Linked DNA regions of Mus musculus: all the other regions are linked to region 5. A link is a contact called in public ChIA-PET and promoter capture Hi-C data. All regions are on one chromosome and are shown on one strand. Each heading gives the region's core, a stretch centred on a gene start, on an enhancer-like site or on the middle of the called end of the contact. The rest is flanking DNA. Distances are from core to core; before and after follow the strand shown. Region 1 holds the start of Socs4 (suppressor of cytokine signaling 4). Region 2 overlaps Gch1 (GTP cyclohydrolase 1). Region 3 holds the start of Gch1 (GTP cyclohydrolase 1). Region 4 overlaps Samd4 (sterile alpha motif domain containing 4). Region 5 holds the start of Cnih1 (cornichon family AMPA receptor auxiliary protein 1).

What was found. Promoter capture Hi-C pulls out the DNA fragments that hold promoters and counts their contacts. ChIA-PET counts read pairs in DNA pulled down with a chosen protein or histone mark.
Region 1: a promoter capture Hi-C map of neural stem cells shows a contact between it and region 5. The contact joins the promoter of Socs4 here to the promoter of Cnih1 in region 5. A contact is called at or near these places in 15 of 39 promoter capture datasets (the 3T3-L1 cell line, the C10 cell line, the HPC-7 cell line and 10 more), 3 of 484 Hi-C or Micro-C datasets (cortical neurons, embryonic stem cells and large pre-B cells), 4 of 115 datasets of contacts at active chromatin or transcription factors (effector CD8 T cells, extraembryonic endoderm stem cells, memory CD8 T cells and 1 more) and 2 of 9 other capture datasets (liver and pancreatic islet).
Region 2: a contact with region 5 is called in an RNA polymerase II ChIA-PET map of memory CD8 T cells, with 5 read pairs. The contact joins the enhancer-like site here to the promoter of Cnih1 in region 5. A contact is called at or near these places in 4 of 39 promoter capture datasets (the C10 cell line, the HPC-7 cell line and hippocampal neurons), 1 of 115 datasets of contacts at active chromatin or transcription factors (memory CD8 T cells) and 2 of 9 other capture datasets (embryonic stem cells and macrophages).
Region 3: a contact with region 5 is called in a promoter capture Hi-C map of the HPC-7 cell line. The contact joins the promoter of Gch1 here to the promoter of Cnih1 in region 5. A contact is called at or near these places in 12 of 39 promoter capture datasets (the 3T3-L1 cell line, the C10 cell line, the HPC-7 cell line and 7 more), 1 of 484 Hi-C or Micro-C datasets (embryonic stem cells), 5 of 115 datasets of contacts at active chromatin or transcription factors (astrocytes, effector CD8 T cells, large pre-B cells and 2 more) and 2 of 9 other capture datasets (adipose tissue and liver).
Region 4: a contact with region 5 is called in an RNA polymerase II ChIA-PET map of memory CD8 T cells, with 15 read pairs. The contact joins the enhancer-like site here to the promoter of Cnih1 in region 5. A contact is called at or near these places in 4 of 39 promoter capture datasets (the 3T3-L1 cell line, the C10 cell line, the HPC-7 cell line and 1 more), 2 of 115 datasets of contacts at active chromatin or transcription factors (memory CD8 T cells and pancreatic cancer cells) and 2 of 9 other capture datasets (embryonic stem cells and liver).

Annotation. Positions count from the first base shown.
Region 1 is chr14:47,275,516-47,278,215 of GRCm38.p6, reverse strand. It overlaps Socs4 (suppressor of cytokine signaling 4), which reads right to left and starts at 1,296. Exons shown (of 2, transcript NM_080843.3): 1 at 995-1,296. It overlaps Wdhd1 (WD repeat and HMG-box DNA binding protein 1), which reads left to right and starts at 1,359. Exons shown (of 25, transcript NM_001360532.1): 1 at 1,359-1,695. The coding sequence starts at 1,619.
Region 2 is chr14:47,164,230-47,166,929 of GRCm38.p6, reverse strand. Gch1 (GTP cyclohydrolase 1) reads left to right here. Exons shown (of 6, transcript NM_008102.4): 3 at 399-454. Among named protein-coding and RNA genes, the nearest start is that of Gch1, 24 kb to the left of the region's middle. Within about 2 kb of position 1,344, at least 48 of the 459 cell types and tissues checked have an H3K27ac peak or open chromatin away from gene starts, as enhancers often do. A contact at or near this core is called in the HPC-7 cell line and memory CD8 T cells, where this site is marked.
Region 3 is chr14:47,188,145-47,190,844 of GRCm38.p6, reverse strand. It overlaps Gch1 (GTP cyclohydrolase 1), which reads left to right and starts at 1,432. Exons shown (of 6, transcript NM_008102.4): 1 at 1,432-1,893. The coding sequence starts at 1,578.
Region 4 is chr14:47,103,428-47,106,127 of GRCm38.p6, reverse strand. It overlaps Samd4 (sterile alpha motif domain containing 4), which reads right to left. Exons shown (of 13, transcript NM_001037221.2): 13 at 311-2,700. All of the region lies in intron 3 of Gm10371 (predicted gene 10371), which reads left to right. Among named protein-coding and RNA genes, the nearest start is that of Gm10371, 11 kb to the left of the region's middle. Within about 2 kb of position 1,332, at least 80 of the 459 cell types and tissues checked have an H3K27ac peak or open chromatin away from gene starts, as enhancers often do. A contact at or near this core is called in liver and memory CD8 T cells, where this site is marked.
Region 5 is chr14:46,786,942-46,789,641 of GRCm38.p6, reverse strand. It overlaps Cnih1 (cornichon family AMPA receptor auxiliary protein 1), which reads left to right and starts at 1,285. Exons shown (of 5, transcript NM_009919.2): 1 at 1,285-1,459. The coding sequence starts at 1,379.

The DNA.
Region 1 (2,700 bases), core at 47-2,546, 490 kb before region 5:
TTTCTGAATGGTGAGCTCTGAAAAGCATTACTCTGAAATCCCATTACAATATATTCAATATATAGATGAGTATCATCAGCTCAACTTGAACCTCACACTGTACCTACTCATTTTTATTGTCCAGGTACTGGGCAAAAGAATTATAAATTGGCCTGTCTAAAAACAATAATTTCAAAATAAAAGTAAGTTACTCAAAAGTCATTGTCTCAGGTGCCTTTATTCTTGTGGGAAATTAACAATAGGGTTTTGTTTTGTTTTTTAAAAAAGAATCTCAGATTCTACTTGAGCCAACTACTCTTCCTTTTTATTCATATACAAATCTGAGTGTCTTTTTGGAACCCAGGTTCTTAGAAATGCCTTACAAAATGCCACCATAGCAAGAATACCACGGTTTGAGTAATAACTAAGCTTGCAATTTTTTTAATAAGTTATCTAGATCTACCTCTGTAGAGTTTTCCGGTAATAAAAATAAGTCTGACTGAAACTGTACAGTGGGTACCACAAAAACGCCGTCAAAGCCCCAATTATCACCGAAAATCATAATTTTCAACAGACCAATTTATTAATATGGAGAACGTGAAGAAACAAGAAAAGCATAAACTTAACGGGCCAAGACCTGACTTAGTAGAGGATGTGTTATCGACTGCCACGATGAACAGAAACCTGTAACAATACAAATTAGACCTCTCCTTTTAGATCTAAAAGCAGTTTGGTAAACTTTGGTCGGAACTAAATAGAAAACCCAAGTTAACTCTCTTTAGCATTATTTAGCTAGAGTCGCAAGAAACAAGAATCAGTCCATCCTTTATTACCACAGAAATGACAAAGTTGAGGGCACGAAGGGCGTGAAGAATAAAGGCTTGCCAAGGTCTGTCCCTAACCCGGTCCCGAGGAGCTCGATCGGTTCAAGGAGGCGACTACGGTGGCTCGGGAGGAGATCCTGAAAGGGCAGGCGTCAAACCCCAGCCCTCGCCGCCACCCTTCCCCCTCTCACCTCTCCGAGCTCAGCTCAAGCGGAGCTGTCCGAGCGCCTGCCGCCATCACCACCGCCATCACCCGGCGCTCGCTCAAGCGCGGAAGAGAGGCCCGGCCACTCCCGCTCCTCGTGCGGCTCCCGCCAGGCGGAGGCCTGGCTGTCAGCCCCCGCCCCGGCTCCACGGTCAGCCCAGAGTCAGACTTGCCGCTGCCTCCGCCTGCTCTCCAGGGACCGCCGCCACTTCCGGGTTCGGCTCCCACCTTTTCTTTCAGAGCGGCCCCAGCCACCAGCTCTCGGCTTCGAGGCGGCGCGCTTCTGACGCCACCACCCGGCGACCTCGGGCCGGACCTGGGCTGGGCGGCGGCGGGCCGCGCATGCGCACAGGGCGAGCGCGCCAGAGCGCGGGAAGCGGCTCCGTGCTTCCATCAGAGCAGACGCTGGTGCACACCGCTTGCTCCTCGCCCCCGCTGCCCGTGCTTGCAGAGGGGAAAGCTTGTCATCTCCCGGGCGTGTGTGACATACCTTCCGCTGCATCGTGCTGTGGCTCCTCGGGTGAGGGAAACAGGACTGCACGGCGCGGAGAGGACGATCGCCCTACTGAAAAAAATACCAGTTCTTACAAAACGGCTCAGGTAGGGAAAGATGCCGGCCACACAGAAGCCCATGAGGTACGGACATACGGAAGGGCACACCGAAGTCTGCTTTGATGATTCTGGAAGGTAAGCGTCTTTGGAAACAAAGGACGGGTCCAGCGTGAATGTTAGCCGTCATTCTCGGTATGGACAGCCGGTCGAAGATGACCGATGCGGAGGGACAGAGGAAGGAATAAACAAGGAGCGCCTCTGCCCTGAGGCTTGTTTGCTTTGAACTGTCGTGGCACTTCTAGGACCTCACGAAAATTAAAATCCTTTACCCAGAGGAGTGCCTTCCCGCCACTCACGTCCTCATTCGGTGTCATGTTTATTTTATGAGACAGTTAAGCATCAGCAGTTGCTGTAAATTGCAATGACTGTCGTGCCCAGGAGATGGAATTTTGCAGCTTCCTCTTTCACAGTGTCCCCTGTGTACTAGAGGACATAATGTAAATGTCTAGTTTAGGGCTCAATACTGAGAAGTCGCTTCTTGTCAGCACCTTGTGCGGTCATGAGGCTCTACAATCACCACCATTTACTGGAAATAGAGGCTTCTCTAATTCTTTCTTTCTTTCTTTTTTTTTTTTTTGGTTTTTCGAGACAGAGTTTCTCTGTATAGCTCTGGCTGTCCTGGAACTCACTCTGTAGACCAGGCTGGCCTCGAACTCAGAAATTCGCCTGCCTCTGCCTCCCAAGTGCTGGGATTAAAGGCGTGCTCCAGGCCGGCTGAGGCTTCCCTAATAAAGGCTGAGGGTAGCATTTGAAATGTACATAAATATTTAGACAGCAGTTTGAGGTTATGCAATTTAGCTATGCAGTAGTGTACCCCCTAGGGCCTGAGACCTCCCCTTGCTATGGGCTTTTGAAAGGGTTTACCTACCAAGAATGGGTTCCCCTTTGTGGAATAGACCTTAAATCCAAAAAGCACTTGGTTACCCCTATAGCAGCCATGTCACGCATGCCCACTCAAGTGGACCATTCTTGCCTAGAAGCTGGTGTCCTAGTGAGGGCCTCCTAAAGCACAGGCTGGTCTCCAACTTAACGTGTAGCTGAGGCTGCCTCTGCCTGGCAAGCACGGAGATTACAGGCAGG
Region 2 (2,700 bases), core at 95-2,594, 380 kb before region 5:
CCATGGAATAACAAGGAATAACATCATTTGTATGTACAGTTCCTGCCATTTAAAGGAGTCTCCCTGACTATACTGTCCGTGATGTTACAAGCCTATTTTTTTTTTTTTCCTTATTGAGTATAGTTTTTCTCGACAGGTTTTCAGATTTGAATTAAGAATTTTACTAAGGAACATAACAGGTTTACTTTTAATTTGCCATTTCAGTAACAAGTTTGTTCTTAAGAAGTTTCTTCATATAATTTGAAAGTATGTATGGAATTGCTTCATAGGTTTATCCCATTGTCACTGTGATAAACTTAGCCTGTGTGTATGCTAGGGTCTTCCTGTATCTGTTTGTGTTGTTATGAAGTGCTTTCTGTGTCTTCATTTAGCTGGTAATCTCTCTCTCTTCCCTGAAGGTCCATATTGGCTATCTTCCTAACAAGCAAGTCCTTGGTCTCAGTAAACTTGCCAGGTAAGTATGAGGTCTCTAGAATTGCTCCTATTTGCCAAGACTCTCAAGATTTCTTCCAGGCTGGAGCAATGGCTCACTGGTTAAAAGCACTGACTGCTCTTCCAGAGAGCACCAGGGTTCAATTCCTAGCACCCACATGGCAGCTCACAACTGTCTCTAACTCCAGGATCTGACACTCACACAGATGCATGCAGACAAAACACCAATGCACCAAAAATGTAATATAAAATGTCTTCGACATTATAAAATGTCTACCTTCTGGATCTAACTTAGAAGTTAGATCTGTTCTTGCATAGGCAGCCCTAACATTGTCTCTGCCTCCTTCTCCCTCACTGCCTGTTCCTCTCTTCCCCCAAACCCATTACTGAGGTATGAGCTCACAGCTTTCTCTGTAGAGTTTTCCCCAACTGGAAAATATCCGTCACCCCCAGTCCAGCCCTGGATCTTAAGAGGAGGTTAGTTAGCGGTGAGAGATCCGAGAGGAAGCACACACGTGAGTCTAGCTGCACTATCTTTCTATCTGGGGAGACAGAGAGTAAAGAGTATTTGCATATATGGAGAATAGTACCCAGAGCATAGCAGGAAGTACATGTAAGTCATGCAGGCAAAAAACAGATCCCAAGACTCACAGTAAGGCCTACTCTTCTGAAGCTATCATACGTCTCCAAAGCCTACACTGATTCCCAGTGAACTGCACACAAGCAGAGGCATTGGCTTGTCTCACTCTTCCAGGTATTCTGCCAAGGGTCTTGCCCAGCAGTTGAACAGAAACAACTAGAGACTGCATACTTCACGTCAGTGAGTCTCTCTATTGTCTTTTCTCATGGGTGCTAGGAAGGACGTGCTCTGCTAGCCTGCATCTATCCTTGGCTGGGCCTTCTTTCCAGTGTGAATCCTTCCCGTTTTCAAATACGGCTGGATTGGTCAGTGTTTCCCAACATTACTGACATAGATAAGCTTTCTCTCCTCTGTGAGTACATTCATGTTTACAAGGGGACAGAAAGAAAGCGAAGGGTTTCACACATTGCTGTATAATAAGGTTTCTCTCTACCGCACACTCAATTATGTATTGGAAAGTCACTCATACACATCATAGGATTTCTATCCCCTGTGAACCCTGTGGTTCATGTGATTGAAAGAACCGTGAAGGGTTTTCCTGTTGCTTACACACAGGGTTCCTCTCTAGTATGATTCATAGGAAGCAGCCACAACCACTGAAGGCTCTCCCATGATCCTTAGGTACACGGTGCTTCTGTCTGGTGTCAGTCATTTCGAGTTTAGAAAGCACTGAGATAACTGAGGGTTCCTACCCTCCTTGTATTTATATGTCTTCTCCATGTTCCTCATTTTCACAGTGGTCATACTTAAGGATGAATGACCTAGATGGAGCACCTTTTTGCGTGTCTTCTGAATCTGTCTACATCTCCACTCTGTAGCTTTCTTCTGGAGTTTTTATAGCACTTACACTGGTTTGCAGGCCTTTCTATTATTGTTTTCTGTTTCCAAGCTGTTAGGGTGTTCTGGTGTCTTTACCAGGACTCTTGGAGGTCACACAGTAAGAGGAGCCAAGCCACTTGGGACCCTGTTAGCATGTGAGATACGAGGTTTTAAACTTTTGATCAGCCTGCATGTGAGGCTCTGGCTTCCTGCTTTCCTCTGTTTCTCAGTCCGGCAGGCAAGTCCATCCATGTCTAGGTCATTGGCTCTGTGGCTACAAGGCTGCACCTCCCTTTACTTGGCCTGTTCTCCTCCTCTGCTCTTTTTCCTGCATGTTCATGAATTAAAAAAAATTTTTTTTTATTTTCAAGCTGAGCATAGTGGCAAACCTTTAATCAGGAAAAAGAGGCAGGCAGATCTGAGTTCAAGGCCAGCCTGATCTGCATAGTGAGCTGCAGCATAGCCAGGGTTATGAAGAGAGACCCCGACTAAAAAAAATAACACAATTTAAGAGAAAAAGAATTTCCTACCGCCTTTACTTGGGATTTTAGGAAGAAGAGGTGATGTGTTGTGCATGTATGGCAATTTGTGTTTAGCTGGAAGTCAGTGTGCAGGTTTATTTATAGATCTCTGCTAGGCCCCACACGACGGTGGCCTAAATGTCCTTATGTGTTTTAATTTGTTTTTATGGAGTTAGTGAATCCTGTGTAGGTAGGTGTGCTGTGTTCGAGCTGTGTGTATGTACATTTGTCCATGCATATGAAGTGTGTGTGTGTGTTATGGATTAAGAACCAAATGGACGGGTAGGT
Region 3 (2,700 bases), core at 183-2,682, 400 kb before region 5:
TGTAGCTAGCTGCCCTAGTCCTCTTGCTGATCACCAAATTCAGGGTAATGAAAGAAAACAAGCTTCCCCTAGTCATTGTGAAAGATAAGGTCAGAGCAGGTTAAAACAGCAGAGCAGCGATCTGGCAGCTCACAAATATTATTATCTCCCTAGGCATAGGGGACTCCGGTGAGTGCCATGCACCATAACTCATGCCTTGAGAGAGGCCAGAGGGTTTTCTAGAGTGGCAGGTGTGTGTGTTGTATACATTTTAAACGACTGAACAATTTTCAAGTCACAACTTCTCCAGTCTTTAAAGCAGGAGAGAGGCAGGGCTCATGCTTTTAATCCCACCGTTTGGAAGTGTGAGGCAGGCAGATCATTTGAATTAAAGGCCTTCCTGGTGGTCGACATAGAGAACTCCAGGCCAGACAGAGCTGCACTGTGAGACTTGGTCTCAAAAAGTAAAACAAAGCACAACAAAAGAATGACACCCAGCACTTGGGAGGCAGAGGCAGGTGGATTTCTGAGTTCGAGGCCAACCTGGTCTACAAAGTGAGCTCCAGGACAGCCAGGGCTATACAGAGAAACCCTGTCTCGAAAAAACAAAAAAAAAAAACAAAAAAAAAAAAAACAAAAAAAAGAATGACTCCAGTAGAAGTATAAACAAGGATGGGGGTGAGGGTGTGTGGGACAACGACTCGTGAGCCCTCACCCTAGACAAAGAGCCACAGGTGACCGAGGAATGCTTAGACTGAGGTAATCTTCCCTAGGACAGAGAACACCAATACCAGATTAGCCCCGAAAATGTATACACACAAGAGACATTAACCAGACTGAGCAAGTTGTATTTATATATTTAGAAACACACATACATACATACATAAGAACTGTTAAAAAAAGAGACTGAATGTAAAAGAGAACAAGGTGTGGGGGGGGGCGGGGTGAAGGTATTTGGGAAGGTTTGGAAGGAAGAAAGGGAAAACAGACAGGAAATTATTGTAATCTCGGAAAAAAAAAAGCTAAAAAGAAAAAAAATATTTAAAAAAGAGCACAAGGTTGCTTATCACCAGAATATTTGCTCCACCCTGCCTGCCCCAGCAAGGTCACCTGTTAGTTAGCTCATCTTTCTCAGGGCAACTAGACCACAGCATTTTTGCGAACACGCCCCCTTTTCCGGTGGAAAGTGAGGGAGAATCGGTGTTTCTATCTCGGAGGTTCCAGCTCCCCGGATTCTTGGCTTTTTGTAGACTCAGTTCTTCCTTTTATAAGTCGAGGGGGTCTAACCAGAAGCTTGTCTTGTGTAACTGCGGGGGTTTAGGGGCCACCCAGGAGGGCGGGGCTCAGGGGCGGGGAGAGATCCATGACGCAAGAGGCTCCGGCCAATGAAAATATCTCGCGGCGCCGGCCGAGTCGCCCTGCCATAAAAAGAGAGGCGCGGCGGGGCTCCCCAGCCGGCGACTGCCCTAGACTCCGAGAGTGTCCCTAGGTGCTGAGCCCCAGTCCGGGTGACGGCCACAGGTTACGGCCGCCGGCTAAGCTGAGCCGCAGCGCTTGTTAGCACCCTAGGGTGTCTCGGGAGCGGTCGCGCCGGGTCCATGGAGAAGCCGCGGGGAGTCAGGTGCACCAATGGGTTCTCCGAGCGGGAGCTGCCGCGGCCCGGGGCCAGCCCGCCTGCCGAGAAGTCCCGGCCGCCCGAGGCCAAGGGCGCACAGCCGGCCGACGCCTGGAAGGCAGGGCGGCACCGCAGCGAGGAGGAAAACCAGGTGAACCTCCCCAAACTGGCGGCCGCTTACTCGTCCATTCTGCTCTCGCTGGGCGAGGACCCCCAGCGGCAGGGGCTGCTCAAGACGCCCTGGAGGGCGGCCACCGCCATGCAGTACTTCACCAAGGGATACCAGGAGACCATCTCAGGTCCGTGCGTGCGCCGGGGTGTGCTGGGCGCCAGGAGGCGGCTTCAGGAAGCGTGGGCAGCTCCGGGAACTTTCCCGAGTTGCTTCACTTTTGGCGCAGGGAGCCAAGTTGTCAGGTCCCGGTCCCAGCTGTGGCCCCAGAGCCTCCACCTGGCGGAGGCGAGGGTCCCTCCTGGCTGGCACTCAGGGCTCTGGGGAGGGTGAATGCATAGCCACTACACTGAACTCCGGGGCGGGAAGGGATGTGAGACCCTCTTACCCCAGCGCTCAGAACGCGATTAGGCACGTGCAGCATCCACCGTTCCCCCCCCCCCCCGCAAGGATCCCGTGGACACTTGTTGATGGGACGCGTCTTGCTTTTGGGTGAAGCCAGGTTTCCGTTACACCCCGTGAGCCAAGTAAAGTTAGGTACTTGTAATGGGGTAGGGAACTTCAGAGAACTGGAATTTGCATCCAACTACTCTAGCTTAGGACTTTACACCAAAATTTGGCACAATTCTGGATTCGGACTTCCTAGCAGTTTGAGGTGTGGACTTTTCTTGAGCTAGCATTATTGCTGAAAGTCTTTAATGTTTGCTCCCTCAAAGAATAAAGGGACACTCCACCCCACCCCCGCGCTGATACTCTGATGGTTGAAGTTCACTGGACCTGGGATTCCGTGCTTTTGCCCTCCTAGCCACCCACCTCCACCCCCGCCGCCTAAAATCCACAGTCTGAGCCTGCTGGCATCAAGTCTTTCCCAGCCAGTGACGAGGCAGTTGCTGTGGGTACAGAGGCAGGGTGAAGAGGAAGTGGAAAGCAGGGCCTT
Region 4 (2,700 bases), core at 83-2,582, 320 kb before region 5:
GGAGGAAGTTATGGACCATGTAGTAGTTTGCATTTACCTTGGACAAAACATTCACTGGATATTCTGGGCACAGATCAAACCATGTTCATTCTGCTCATCCTCTCCCCAACCTGTCTCAGAAAGGAGTAGGCAGCTAATGGTGGGCATCACATGGTGTGGTCACATGGTGTGGTCACGTGGTATGGTCACGTGGGTGGAGTTCATGTTGGTTCTTCAGTGAGGGCTGATTTCTAAGAGACATTTTTTTTTAAATAGTTAATCATATTTACAAAAAGAGGAGAGAGAGTGAAAAGACACACGCATACACACCAGTGTTACAAAACCTTGTATTAATCATTTCCCTTCACTCTCAATATAACCATATGAAATATAGCCATGATTCTTATTTCTGTGGGAGGAAATGAATAATAAATACATTGTAGCAAGTTTAGACCACAAGGGTGTTGTCACTGATAACAACATTTGAAAACTGTACACTTGCAAAGAACAGCATGTTCAAACATTAGTGTATCTGCATCAGTAGAGCTTTCACATGTAACAAACATGCTCTTTCCATGTATGACAAATTTAAAAAATATGCATTGCTTGGCAACATGAACTAGGCAAAAATATTTCTTTGTTCACTAACTTTATACAGGAAACCAGGACAAAAGGCATGCATGTACAATACAGATGCCTGCACAGGGCATGCAACGAAAGGAAGCTCTTTGAAAGTCAGCTTGCGTTAGGCATAAATACATGAGGGTTATATATTAATAAGGGAGGAAGTCTCCTGTTTGCCATCACTAACACTCCTGCTTTCTTTTTGCTCCTCCCAGAGGGATACATATTTACCTTTAAGTCAAGATAAAGGATTAAAAAAAAAGTCGCTTTGCAAACATCTCTGATGAGTTGTAAAAAAAGAAAAGAAAAACAAACTGAAAAACAAAGCCAACACAGATATCATCACAGCTCTGTGTACAACTTATCCTTCTGCAGGTTCTGTTTATGATAGGCACACCTGAGCACCCTGGGTTCTCCCCACTCAGGCTAGAGAGGAAGGGCGCCCAACAGAATCCACTTTCCTCCCCTCCCTCGCTCAGCCCTCATCCCAGCTCTGGGGTGCACAGATCTACAAACCTTGCACCAGCGCTAGCTAGCTACTAGGCACAGAGGAAAGGAAGGCCCAGAGAAGACTCCCACTCTGTAAAAGGCAGCCAGCGACACCTCAAAAGAAACTCTGGTTTCCCTCAGTGTCGCATCGGGAGAATGGGAGGTGGGGCCCAGCTGCGGCTGGCTCCCGGCCTGGGTACCAGAAAGAGACCTTCAGCTCAACCCAGGCTGGGCGCTTGATGCAAATAGCAGCCCTAGGCAGGCAGGCAGGCGGGACCCACCGGCCACTACTTTGCTTGCTGGATTTGTGTAATAAGAAAGTGAAACTCAAAAAGCAGGTGGGGGTGGGGAACACACAAAACAAACCATCAGCAGCGTCGTGTTGTGTCTTGTATAGTTTGTGTTTCTTCCTACTGTTTTCTGGTAAGAAAACACTATGAACAAAAAAGCACCAATAAAACATCACCCCATGATATTGTAGACCAGCATTGTGTCTCAGACAGTGCAGACATGCTGCTTAAATCAGGGCGCCTGGGGTGCGGGTGGGGGCGGGGGTGGGGTGGGGTGGAGATGGGGAGAACCTATGCAGTGAAATAGACTTTACTCGGAAAGTTTCAAACCTTTACTATTTAATATAAAACAGCTGTGTTGGGGCGGGGTGGTCAATGGGTAAATACAAAAAAAGGCACTGCAGCTCACTGCTCAAGGCCTGACTTCACAGCCTCAGGCATGCAACTGCTCGACTCTTTTTAAAATTTTTTTTTATAAATAAAATTTCTTTGCTTTAGGATTTTTAAATTGAGCTGTATACCTGTAGTCAACACAGGACTCAAATCAAGGTGGGGGGGGGGAGGTTCTTAAAAATCATCAGAACACAACTTAAAAAATAAAAATAAAAACACTAACATAGCAAACCACAACTAAGTAGATAAATCTATACAGTCAATGAAAAATAAGCTTTTCTTTTTTTCTTTTTTTTTTTAAAAAAAGAATTCTGTTGTTACTAATAACAGACTTTATCATGGGTACCAGCCATAGCGAGTTAATAAGTGACATATCCAAAATAATATCTCTAATAATCAGATAACCATTGCTTCTATATTCAATGAAGGAATAAATAGAAATTCAGATTTGCAAATATACTCTATGGTCTTCTTCCTCTTAAAAGATTCGCACTCGTGTGATTGTGTTCACAAACTGGTTTCTGAATATCCCATGACCTTATGGGTACGTGCGTTGCGTGTAGCGGACTTAAACACCTTCTCTTTCCTACAGGATGAGGAGTCCTATTGTTCCTCTCTGTTAACCTTTCCAGCATCCTCCAAACACTTCCTCAGACCCTCTGGCCTTCCCTTTGGCCTTCGACATTTTAACCTGTTCTGCCTGACATGGGATCCTCCATCCCAGCTCCTTCCCCAACACTGAGCTTGGAAAGGGACACGAGGGATGAATGTTAATGGCACTTGGTTAAAAAAAAAAAGTCTATCTATCTACATATAAAAATTAAACATGCTGCCTCTTTCTGCACGTGAATTTGCATCTTCAAGACTGGGTCACCCAAGGAGTGTCCTGCATCTTTTGTTTCTGGTGTTGTTATAAAGTGCTGAT
Region 5 (2,700 bases), core at 36-2,535:
GTCTCTGCAGGGAGCAGTCTTCAGGCAGTGAATAGGGTGGGGCTATGGTAGAGATGGAAATCCACACAGACTAGAGAAAGGTTTTGCTATTTCCTTGAGCCTGGGGTGTAGTGGCATTTGCCATTTTCCCATGACTCTGAGGATTTAGTGCCCAAGCCAAATAGCACACATTCTCCCAGACCCTCACTGCCTCAGAGTTTCTTCCACTCACCACCAAACAGTGGATGTGTGCTCACACAATGAATGTAACTTTAAAATAAATGTTAATCCACTAGAGTGATGCAGAATTTAAAGTTCAATTCCTTAGCCATCTTAGCCACCTTGTATCCACAAGTAGCCAGTGGCTGTATTCCACAAGAGCAAATGTCTACCAATGCAGAAAGTCTCAGACAGGCTGGACATAGCCCTCTAAAACATTCTATTCCGTTTGCTCCAGTGAGCACATTTCAACACAAATTTATCGTGTCTTTCTTGCTTAAAAGCCTTGAAGAGTTTTTCTTCCATCATCAGCATCTAGTAGATGATGAACTGGTTTCTCAGATTGCAGCCAGCATTAAAAATAAAACTGTTTTGTAGAAATTTTACTTTGTTTTTGATTTTTTTTTTCACCACCACTACCTTTCTAATCTGTGGTCTTTATGTTACAGGGTTACACTGAGAAAAACAAAATCTTTGAAATCTTGTGATAAGCAATAAAGTTTGAAAAGCCGGGGGTCTGGGTGTAAGCCTGAGCTCCTGAACTGAGCGTATTTTGCTACTCTGTGGTTTGAGGTCTTAGACCTCTGTCACCCAAGTTCCACTAACAGATCCATTGCTGGTTGCACCCAAGACACAACGTTTTCCTTTCCTTTTTCCCTTTCCACCTCTGCCCTTTGCTCATTTGAGCCGATTTCCTGTATCGCCAGCACTCCCTTCTCTTTTCCTGCACTTATCATAGAAGCCTCAGATTAGCTTCCAGGAGGGCCGGGTGACCTTTCATAGCATGCACAAGTACCAGTTTACAGCGTTATAACAACATTGTTTAGTCGCTCGTTCCTGGAAGTAGATTAAATCCTTTCAATACAGGCACTTTTAAAATCTACTTTTGCATTTCAAACACAAGACTAGTCTCTGGAACAAGCTAGACATTCATTTAATGGCTATCCAAAGAGTAAACTACAGAATGAAGGACAAAATCAACTGTGCAGACAACAGAAGAGCCACGCAAACTCCGACCATCAGGGGGTGCTCGCGCGGGCGGCCCTCTGCGCAAGCGCGCCGGGAGGAGGCCGCGGCGGCAGTGGAGGCTGAGGCCGGGGGAAGTGAATGGTTTTACCCAGAGGGCCGTGCGCCGCCTTTCTCCGCTGGCCCCGGCGCGCCCGGCAGCTCCTCCCCGGCCATGGCGTTCACTTTCGCGGCCTTCTGCTATATGCTGGCGCTGCTGCTCACCGCCGCGCTCATCTTCTTCGCCATCTGGCACGTGAGTAGCCGGGGCAGGGGGAAAGAGGGCGAGCGACGGCGCAGCCTCTTGCAGCTCCCGGCCCGGGGCTGCGTGGGGCCCCAGCTGCCGGCGCGCGCCAGGACGTGGCCTGGCTGCTAGGGCCGTGGACGCTGCGCGCTCCCGGGCCGGGGTCCGGAGGGCATGGCGTGCGGGGTCCCGGTGTCCACGCCGCCGCGTGCGGGCCCAGGCCGCGCTCCGCTATTCGCGAGCAGGGCTGGGCGGGGCGGGCAGGCGGGCGGCTCCGTGTCTACGCCGGGCCCGCGCGCACGGCTTGTCCGCGTCCCCCGTCTCGATGGATGCCCAGTGCGCACCGAGCGGTGACTCTCGGCGTGAAGTTTTCCTAATTTTTATCCTTGAATTACCGATTTCCTTTTAAGGCTTCCTCGGAGCACGGCCAAAATCGGATATTATAAGTTACTTTAGCTCCATTTCCAACTCTGCTTTGCAGCACTCGATGGGCGATTTTCTAGTAGAACACGGTGGTTGAGAGACGAGTTCCTGGTGAACTTTGAGGCAGCTTGGATTGATTACTTCGTTGGCCACATCTCCGAGTTTTCCCCTGAAGTCATACTTTGGATCGCGAGAGCTTTTTCAGGAGACAGCCTCCCAAGCCACCTCTGTGGTATGGGCTGCATGATTTAGTAGAGGGAGTTTTAATTTGATTTTGAAAATCCTCAGAAACTTTTGGCTCCTCATATGTCCTTGCAGGGTGGACGTGCATTCTTACTGTGCTCTGTCCCTGGTGACAGTTCTATTGAGACAGACTTTTGAGTGTCTCTACCGCTTAGCACCACTGAAAGAGCTCTCTGGGAGATCAGCAATTCTCAAAAGTTGAGCTCATTTGTTTCTATCCTCCCAGTACTTTCTGGAATAATGGCATAATTTGAATGATGGGGCGAGTTCAACCTCGTGTAAATACTAAGTCAGGTTTCATCACCATCCTGTGCGTGATTAAATGGCAGCAGATTAAATGGTTGCAGAAGTCTCCGAAGTAGGTAGATAGATACCAAGGGTCCTTCTTGCTAAGGAGTGTGATTGTATTTAGAGCCTATTTGCCTGTGGATGGGGAATGCTGGGGTCCGGTGTTCACTTTGTCAGAAATAACTGCTACTTCACACAACGCTCATTAGTTTTAACTAAGATTGGAAGAGCATCTTCTGCTCTTTGGAGGAAGAACAGGAAGATGGATAGCTTTCGAGCTGGCCCCATTGTTGTTTCCA